2 separate regions of the Gasterosteus aculeatus genome follow, and region 2 is linked to region 1. Evidence: chromatin contacts called from public Hi-C data. All regions are on one chromosome and are shown on one strand. Each heading gives the region's core, a stretch centred on a gene start, on an enhancer-like site or on the middle of the called end of the contact. The rest is flanking DNA. Distances are from core to core; before and after follow the strand shown.

Evidence for each region. A called contact is a pair of places that touch in the nucleus more often than the background predicts.
Region 2: a Hi-C map of liver shows a contact between it and region 1, with 1.8 times the contacts expected there. The contact joins two enhancer-like sites. A contact is called at or near these places in 4 of 6 Hi-C or Micro-C datasets (liver, skeletal muscle and whole body).

Annotation. Positions count from the first base shown.
Region 1 is chr7:9,580,571-9,585,501 of fGasAcu3.hap1.1, reverse strand. No RefSeq gene overlaps it. Among protein-coding and RNA genes, the nearest start is that of LOC144410421, 150 kb to the right of the region's middle. Within about 2 kb of position 3,196, at least 5 of the 9 cell types and tissues checked have open chromatin away from gene starts, as enhancers often do.
Region 2 is chr7:9,633,005-9,637,518 of fGasAcu3.hap1.1, reverse strand. No RefSeq gene overlaps it. Among protein-coding and RNA genes, the nearest start is that of efnb3b, 110 kb to the left of the region's middle. Within about 2 kb of position 2,893, at least 4 of the 9 cell types and tissues checked have open chromatin away from gene starts, as enhancers often do.

The DNA of each region.
Region 1 (4,931 bases), core at 1,947-4,446:
TGCCGACGTTGCCCTGGGGAATTACCCACAAGTCATTGCAATGTGACGCTGCAAACGTAACCAGTGAAAGCATGGAGACGTGAAAAAAAGTGTACGGCACACCTTTGTTGAGACTATCGTATTAAAGATGTATACATTTTAAACAGTAAGGATTAGAGAAAAAAAACAACCATATAAGTAATTTATTCATAAAATATTACATTCTGTTATCAAAGCAATTTTGATAACAGAATGTAATATTTAGTTAAAAACGTATTTAACTATGAGTCTAAACTATTTAATTTTACATTTTAAGCGTCAAGAGCCTGACATTCAAATCAGAGTATACAAAGTGTCAAATAAATACCCTCAATTTTTTTTAATGTTATGTTGCACCAAAGTGCTGTCCCAATAATTTTGACACCGTTTCAAGCCCTCACAGACTCAACAATTTACCTGGGGACGTCCGTCCAGTCCCTCAGGGTTCAGGGTTTACTTGGGACATCGGGATCGGGCTTGTCTTGTTCCTCTAATGTTATCATGTCGTCAACATTTCACTTTAGCCAATGATTTGTGACCAAATGCCAGCTAATGGTAACACGTTGCCCACCGTCTCAATGACTTGATGATGTGCAAGTCCGAACTAAAGACGGAGCATTCATGGCACAACAGTCTTGTCTTTACGGGTGGTTAGCGCTGTCAGCGGCTGGCGCCTTGCTGTGTGCAGTTTGCCTCACATCAACTTAGTCATTTTGAAAAGAGGGAATTAAACCAGAAACTGAATTTCAAAGATGATTTGTTTTTACTGTATAGTTGGTTTGACATAAAAAAAAATCGTATGACCTTTATCCCTTCTGTATGTGTGGCCATTAATTCTCCCAACTAACGGTTTCAACGTACCGAATCAAACTGAGTTCTCTCATCTGAATAAAAATGCTTTGCCTTAAACTTAAACTTGTTTTACTTTTTACAAAGTGGAATAATTTGTCTTCACAATTTAATCACATTTGTTTTGTCTTGCAAGGGAGGACAAATAGATAAACACACATTATCTCTGTCTTTTGCCAATGTGAGATCCACCCCTGTCATAATATTTATTTTTAATGCTAAATATCAAAGACTCAAATAGGGGTGGTCTGAAGAAAAGAAGGGGATGGCAGACAGAGGGTTGGGATGAAGGGTGGGGGGAGGGACTCCCTGTGGACCCAAATGAGTCATTGTAATGAGTTGCCAGGGTTTGATACAGTTTTCCCAATCTTACTAATGCATTCTGCTGTCAACATTTTCCCAGCTTGCCTCCCGCCTTCCTCCTTTCCTCTCCCAGCCTCGTCTCTGTCTCCTTCTCTCTCTGTTCCAGCCTATCAGACATGACAGTACCAGCTGGCTGCTGGCAAACTCACAGCCAGAGGATATAAGTTGCGTGCGTGTGCGTGTGCGTGTGCGTGTGTGTGTGTGTGTGTGTGTGTGTGCGTGTGCGTGTAGGGGGGGAAACATATCGGCCTTTGATATTTCTGGCAGTCTTAGGTATGCCTATGCGGTTGCGTGTGGGGCACATCATGCACGAGTTTGTGTGTGATGTGTCAAAAGGCGGACATGTTGATTTAATGGCGTGCAATGGGAGCCTGAGCGATGTGAGTCACAGGTGTGTGGCGGTTACTCCGGGCGGGTTCAGGAGCAATGTTTAATTCCTATAAAGATAGTTGTCAACACTTGCTCGAAGCAGCTGTGTACTTTAGTGGCTGCTTGGCATTTGCTTCTCTGCCTGACTCACCGAGCGGATAGAAAGACACGCGTTGGCCTTCCTAGCCGTGTGCTGTGTACTCGCTCCTTCTCTGCATTTCTCTGCAGAGGTTTTCTCTAATGGGGGTAAAAAAGGGCGAAAGACCACGTATTTCAACACGTAAATAAAATCAAACGCCGACCCCCTTCCGTCTTGGCAGCGCAGGACACTTTCACAGGGCTTCAGGAAACATTTACAGCTTATTGGAAACATTCGAGATGAACAGCAGATGTGCCTGAGATTTTGGCACCGTTCAACATGTTCACCGCGACCGGTTCCCCCACCAGTCCCCCCGGGGACTCGTTTAACTGCTGCGCAAGTGAATTACCTGAACTGTGATACGTGTCTCTGCTCATTACCGGCGACTGTGATGTGGTGCTGCGTGAGGAGGACGGGGGGGGGGGGGGGACCTCTGACATTGCACACGTGCACTCGTCCACTCAACATGCACACACATACAGCACAGTAGCTTCAATGTACAGTGTGTGTCTGTGTGTGTGTTCCTTGTGGCGTTTGCCGCTCACAGCACACAGCTTGATGTGTGCCGTTTTCTCTTCTCAGTGTAGATGTCCAATAATTAGCCTACATCATTTGCGCTTTATTTTCAAGGACGTCTGATAACAAAGAGTCTCTGAGGGAAATGTGTGTGTGTGTGTGTGTCTTGGTGTGTGTGCGTGTTTGTGCCTCTGCAAAAGTGACGCAGAGCGAGAGTGGCGGCGAGCAGAGCGCTCGGTGCGTGTTTGTGCTCGCTGTGAATAGGTTCCAGATAGTGCAGCTGATGGTTATCTTTCGGAGAGCGCTCTATTGATTTGGCTGGGGTAAATAATTGGTTGGGTCTACAAGCTGTCATGTTCGGCCTGATTGCTGAGCATCGGTGGTCTCCAGCAGTTATCTTCCTCCATATCCCTCTTTGATCCTTCTCCAGCCTCCGTAGTCCATATCTACTTTTATTGATTAAGACCCTATATGACCATTTTCCATTCTTCAATTAGGGCAATAATCCTTGTCCCCAAGCAGTGTGTTACGAGGTATCGGACCGGCACTTCTTGTCCTGCTGGAGGGGGGCGGGGGGGAGGAGTAGAATGAGGACATTCGGAGGGGTCGGGCGTGTTACAGGCCTGCATGGTCTGCCCTACTTTTCCTTGGCAGTAGACTACATTAGCAGGCTACAACAAAGTGAGGTGCAGGTGTCGGGGCGCACTGGGAGTAACGTGGGGGCATGTTTCATTTCAACGAACTAAAACCAAGAAAGAAATGAATTTAAAAGGTGAACTATTTAAAACATTAAACTGCTGAAACCCGTTTGAAAAGGTAATGGGTTTTTACTAAAATGTAGTAAAGCATTTGCCTGCTGTCTCTGTGGTCCTCACCCTCTCCGTTGGGACTGGGGGGGGCGGTTTGGTGTCAGGTTCGCGGGGCCCTGGCCCACATGGTGCCGCCTCCCACAGGGTCACTGAGCCGAGGCAATGAGAAGACCATTAGCGCCCCCGCTTGAGTGGCTTTGGGAACTACAACCACCATGCGAGCCAAAGAACAAGGGGGGTTTATTATCCAGGGGAAGACACAAAGCCCTCTTCTTTAATGTATGGAGAAATGCCCCATTTACTGCAACTGCTGGATTTATTTTTTAGAAACTCTAGCAGGCCCAACATGGCATGCACATAAACCATGGCAAACTCCAAGGGAACATATTTAATTATGGTTTCGTAAAGCATAAAGCATGATGGCTGCATAACCAAGTAGGATACAGATACAACTGTCTCTGGGGGACATATGCGTAGATGTTCTCCAGTGGTTAGCTTCGCTCATGGATTATACATAAATAAAGATAGTTTAGCTGGAATATGTATCATAACAGCAGTAAAATGAGGTCCCGTTGCATTCAGCTGGGAAAACAGAAGGAGACTTTTTCACAGTACGACACTTTTAAACCGCACAACTCCCTCTCAACATTCCTTCATTTGTCACAAGCCGCTCCGACTCCTGGAAGTTTCTTCTCCCCGGTGCTGCGAGCTACCAGGTCTGAACCCCGGCGCCGCTTCCTGTGGACAAAGACGAAATGAGAGGGGCGCACTTGAATGAATTAAACGGTAAACTTGAACCAAGTTCATTTCCCGTCTTTGCCTTTTGCGCCCGGAGGTCCCGGGGAATCATAACAGAGCGGGTCGAAGCAGACAGCCGCTTCCCGTCACTCCTCTTGTCAGCGCCTCGGAAAAGTCTCTCAAAGAAGAGCCCCTGGGTGCTTTGTAGGGATTGGAAGATGGAGAAACACACTCACTAAAAACACAATAAAAAAAAGCTCCTTTTAAAAAACAGTCAAGTGTCACACACTGGTTTTCCAGCACCGGGTGGAATAATGTTGCAGAGTGGGGAGGAATTTACTAAATCACGTTTACAGCTGTGGCCCTGTAAGAGGAGGAGGGCTGCTGTTTGCATACGTAGTGCTGGTTTTAGAGGGAACCCTTGGTACACTGTTTGAAATCAGTCAGTGTGTGTAATGAATAGAGCTTTATTAGTATTATAAATGAGAGGAACGCAGGCTTCTCATTGTCAGACACCATTTATTTGACTTACTGCCTCCATGCAGCCCAGGCTTCCTGTCTACATCCTGATTTCAATGCCAGGCCTTCTGGTCCCGCCGCCCCCTCCTCTGGGTGACCCCAGCTGGTCTCTCGGTCTTGCACCTGAACCGGGCCCTCCGCTCCGCTTCCAGCTCCGCCAACCCCGTGCTTCTGGCCTCCTCGCTCCGAGCGTTGGCCGGTGATCGTGCTGGCACCATTTCCAGCCAACTCCTCTAGACCTCCTCAAGACCCCGTCCCCAGCCAAGGACGGCGCCCGAGCCGCGGAGCTCCTTTCCGGGGCGTTGAAGTGCTCCACCCCGGCCAACAGAACCAGCTTTGTCCTGCACCTGAAGCAGCTCCACGGCCGGGTCCAGGCCGGGCTCGGGGGCGCTGGAGGCTGCTTCTTCAGTGGGTTGAAGTAAAGGCCTTGGCTGGAGCTCTGATGCTGCTCAACGTCAACATTCATCTACTCCTCGGCCTTTGGTCTCAAACTGTCCCCACCGTGATGCTAGATGATGCAGCTGACAGCCAGCTGGGTATTGCCCTCATAGACCCGGGCGTGGAGACGTGAGACGCCAGCCGGCGCTGGACCGAGTGCGGCGTATCGATGT
Region 2 (4,514 bases), core at 1,644-4,143, 52 kb before region 1:
AGATGTGGAAGGCGAATCTTATCTCATAAATATTGATGTTACTCTCTGAAGGTGGGCAAACTCTATTCTGTAAATAAGGTGTATATTGAGATTAGCCAGCGTTTCATTTTGATGCGTACAACACGTATCAAATGGCTGCCTGTGCCACAAAGGAGCGCATCACACTGCCAGTGCTTCAACGCGGAGAATGAAGCAAACACGCGGACTGCGAGACCAAACCTTTCTTCTTCCTGTGCGGCGTCCTTTCGCCCTGAATGGTGCCATTACTTGAGTGCAGCCCAGGATGGTAAAAATGGAAAGGGAAATAAAAAAAACACAGATTGTATGAGTGGTGAAAGGGCTGAGAGAGGGAGAGATGAATTTGCACACATCTCGCTTTGGCCTTTTTAAGAGGCGGAAGCTGTCTCTGGTTTGTCATTTAGTGACGAGCGCGTGAACGGAATAGGGTCGTGACATTAACAGCACGAAGAGGGAGGCGGAGAAAAGGAGCGGCAAGGGGGGTGGTTATGGTTGCAGAAGATGCTGGAAGAAGGAGTAAAAGATGGAAAAGAGAAAACGGGGAAAAAAAACAAAGGCCGAGAGGAAGAATAGAGGCTGATGAGAGACAACAAGGAAAAGTGCAGGACTGAGTCATCTTTTGAGTGCAGGAACAGGAGGACAAGAGGAAGAATGAGGTGATAAACAAAAGCACAGAGGCGAATGTTGAATTGTGCTGCTGCTCATTATATTTCAACGCATGGATTCTGTCGGGGCGCGCTGGAAGCTGTGCATCTGCGTGAGCGAGAGAGATTGCGCAACAGTTTCATCCAGAGACGCATGTCAGTTCACTCACTTGTATTGAACACATCTGTATCTGCACAAACGGACATTTGATGATCCCGCATTGCGTTCATGTAAGCTGGAGCCCTCAGCCTTTTCAACCAAATACTGTAACACACACACACACACACACACACACAATCAAATGAGAGAACACAGCAGGTGTCCCACAGCTGGGCACTGATGACAGAGAGAGGGAGAGGGCGTTCGACCTGCTGTGCGAACAGGCAGTATTTCCATACAAATCAATGGACCGTCATGCTAAGCTCGGGGACACATCGGGGGACAAGCCGAAGTCACACACACACGATAAAGTTGTGTGTGACACACACACACACACACACACCACATCTGACATGCGGACACAGGCAACTGCAATCACCTGCCCTTTACACTAAGAACATGCGCACACACGGAGCCAGCTGGCTGGAGGTAGCACTAGAGGATGGGTGAGCAGGCAAGGTTACTTTCACAGTCATCTGCAGCACTGATTACCTTTTGTTACTGCTCCTCATGACTTTGCTCTCTTGCAGAGACTTCTCGGTTGGAAGTTGTTTCTCTCGTAGTCCCGTCTTATGTGAAACCGCTAGTTAGCTTAGCTGGACGCAAAGACTAAAGATTTGAAATCTGTTCAAAAGTGCACTAATGCCCGTTATGTTGTGTGCTGGGATGTTTCAATTTAACTTTGGACAGAAGTCAAGCTATGCCTTTTGCGTCGTATTGAATGTACAGACATGTGTTTTAAGTGTCCACATCTAACGGCAAGAAAGGAAACCATGTTTTTTTACCAAATGTTGAGCTACTATTCATGAGAAATCTTAAATCTGCATCATCCAGTGAAGGTTTAGACACAAGTGTGCAAAATGTCAGCCAGGCCTTAATGCCAAGCTTCAGTACCCAATGCTGATGTGGCTGAATGGTTGACATCACATCTGAAAGTCATGTTTGGCATATAAGTGTGTAAATATACAGTACCAGTCAAAAATGTGGACAAAATATGTCTGACTGATACTGTGTGCAATAAATATACTTAGTAATGCTGCATCTTCATCCTAATCTCTGATACCCGCATGGGTTAAATAAACAACCCAGATATCATTCACAGTTTAATTAGTTTCCACATGTTTGGATACGTCTTCCTCATTTACTTTTTCATCTCCTTCACCCAAAACATCTTTGCTTGCATTAGAAGTTGGTGCCACATAACATGTTGGGAGCAGAAATTGGATACTTTTATGTTTTTGGCCGAAAAACTGTGAAACGCTTAATGAATTTCAGCCCAAAAACAGTCTGATGGAAATGGAAATGCCAAAAAAACGCATTATTAGTTTAAAAAAATACAACCCATAATGGTCAAATCCCATTGCACGCCAATTTTATCTGCCAGCATCGTCTTTTGTGATGGGGAACAAGAATTAAATATCGCATTAGAGAATGCGTATTAAGAGGATAAGAGCATCCCTACAACACTGACAAAATTGTCCAGAGATGAGGAGAGAAAAGGACAAAGGGAGCATAGAGGATGGAAAAAGGTTAAAGACGGAGGTTGAATTACCCTGAGTGCCGGGATGAACAAAGACGTGGAGGACAGAGCCCGAGCGAGGGCCATTCATGGTCTGCTGTTTGGTGAAATAAAACACAAGGCTGGAGAACGAGTGAGATGAAGAATTGAGGGGGGGGGGGGTGATCAAACAAGCGGGCGGAGAGGGAAATGAGAAAGAAAGCGGAGCCAATTCATTATTAGCCCGGGCAGGCTGGACAGCCAGAGACGAGATGGATGAAGGGAAGAGAAATAGAGTTCAGGACAGAGAGAGCGAGAGAGAAAGGGGGGGAGAGAGAGAGAGATAGGAAATGCAGACAAACAAGCCATCATCTATCCCATCCTCTCCCTCCATTGTTGCTCAGCCCCACTTAAAGGTCGCCACTCCTTACTTCCAACTTCGTCGACAGAGAGACTGAAGGACAACGGAGCGGAGAAGAGAAAAACCCCCAGTGAAGATTTATCTATCGAGAGGGAGGGAAGAGCGGCGGCGGGCGGGCGCTTGAGAATTCTTGATCATTGCCACGGCGACCAGTCACCTGGCAACCGGGTACACAATTGCTGCGGTAGCCTTGGCGACGGCGTGGTCGCCGTTGGATGCGCTTAGAGGCAGGCAGGCAGGCAGGCGGGCAGGTAGGCAGATGGAAGTGGTGGGGAGAGAAGTGTGAGGTGCAGGGCAGGAGGGCGAGATGGAGCGGTGGGGGTAGGAACAGGAGGAGTGAGGAGGAGGAGCAGGTGTAAACACAGAGCCGGTATATCACACCTCAACAAGTGCAGAGGATCGGCCAAATGTGTGTAAAGACATAATGAGAAATGTAATGAGCTACTGACCGGGAGAATGGCCCACCATATGTGACCCTGCATGAAGGTGTTTGTGTACCTTGTGTGTGTGTGTCTTTTCTTTTCTTCCACCCAAGCATTTTCCTTTTTCATGTTAAATGTGTGGCGGCTGTTTTGGCCCTCATTTGCTCCAGCACTAATGATTCTAGTAGCGCTGCAATGAGTCACATGTTTGTCCATAATGACGCTGACTAATCAGGACCCGCCTTACTACATTTTTGTTTCCCTTCACCTGGCCGAACTTTCCGGTGATTCACATGTACTTCGGATGAAAAGGGACAATGCATATTCATGTGAAACACCCACTTGTGTGAGAAGACATGGCATGACGCAACATCAATCAATGAAAACAAACGTGAATACCTGCGCATGCATTCACACTAAATTGATCAAAAACACAGTGGAGCAAGACCTCACTAGCACACGCATACTCTAAATGAGTCGGTTTAGAAGTGGACATTCTGCATGGACGTGATTTAATAGTTAACATTTCAGATGAGACTGATTGAGGCTTTGGGGCTCAACATTGCCAAAATGTAGTTGTTTTGTGTGTGTGTGTGTGTGTGTGTGTGTGTGTGTGTGTACTGTAGTACAGCCTATAAGCCCATTAGCCCCAGGTTAAGTGATTTACAGCTTCAGCTTTAAGCTCCTCCTGCAATCTCATCCCCAATACCCCTGTCTATCTGCTCCCTCGATCTGCCTACTTTATCTGGGAGATTACACACACACACACACACTCTCATGCACACACACTTGTCACTCTGCGCCTGTAGACACGCTGCCAGACACCACTTGGTAAAGACACAAGCTCGTCGTGTACAGACAACGAATACAAGACAAGAAATACACTGATCGCAAGCGTTGTGCGTGCGCCTTTTGGCACAAGACACAAGCTCGTCGTGTACAGACAACGAATACAAGACAAGAAATACACTGATCGCAAGCGTTGTGCGTGCGCCTTTTGGCCTGCGCCTCCTTATTAGGAGGCACAGGGTTCCTGGAGCCCAACACAAAGGAGGTGTTTCATGTGCTCTGTATGTTTGTTCTCATTGTGGATTCCCTTTGATTACCGGCGTCCTCATCGATGCATCTAATGTCTCTACGCACTCTGTCACTTTCTAATGGTGTGTGTGTGTGTTTGAGAGAGAAAGCGAAATATGTAAAAGGAAAAAGTGTGTGTGCGTGTGCGTGTGCGCGTGCGTGCGTGCGTGCGCCATCAGCCTAATAGACTTCCCGGCTGCTCTCTCACACAGCCACTTTTACGGGAGCGACGAGCAGCTTCCAACCTCGGAGACAAAAGGAAATGTAGAAAGCA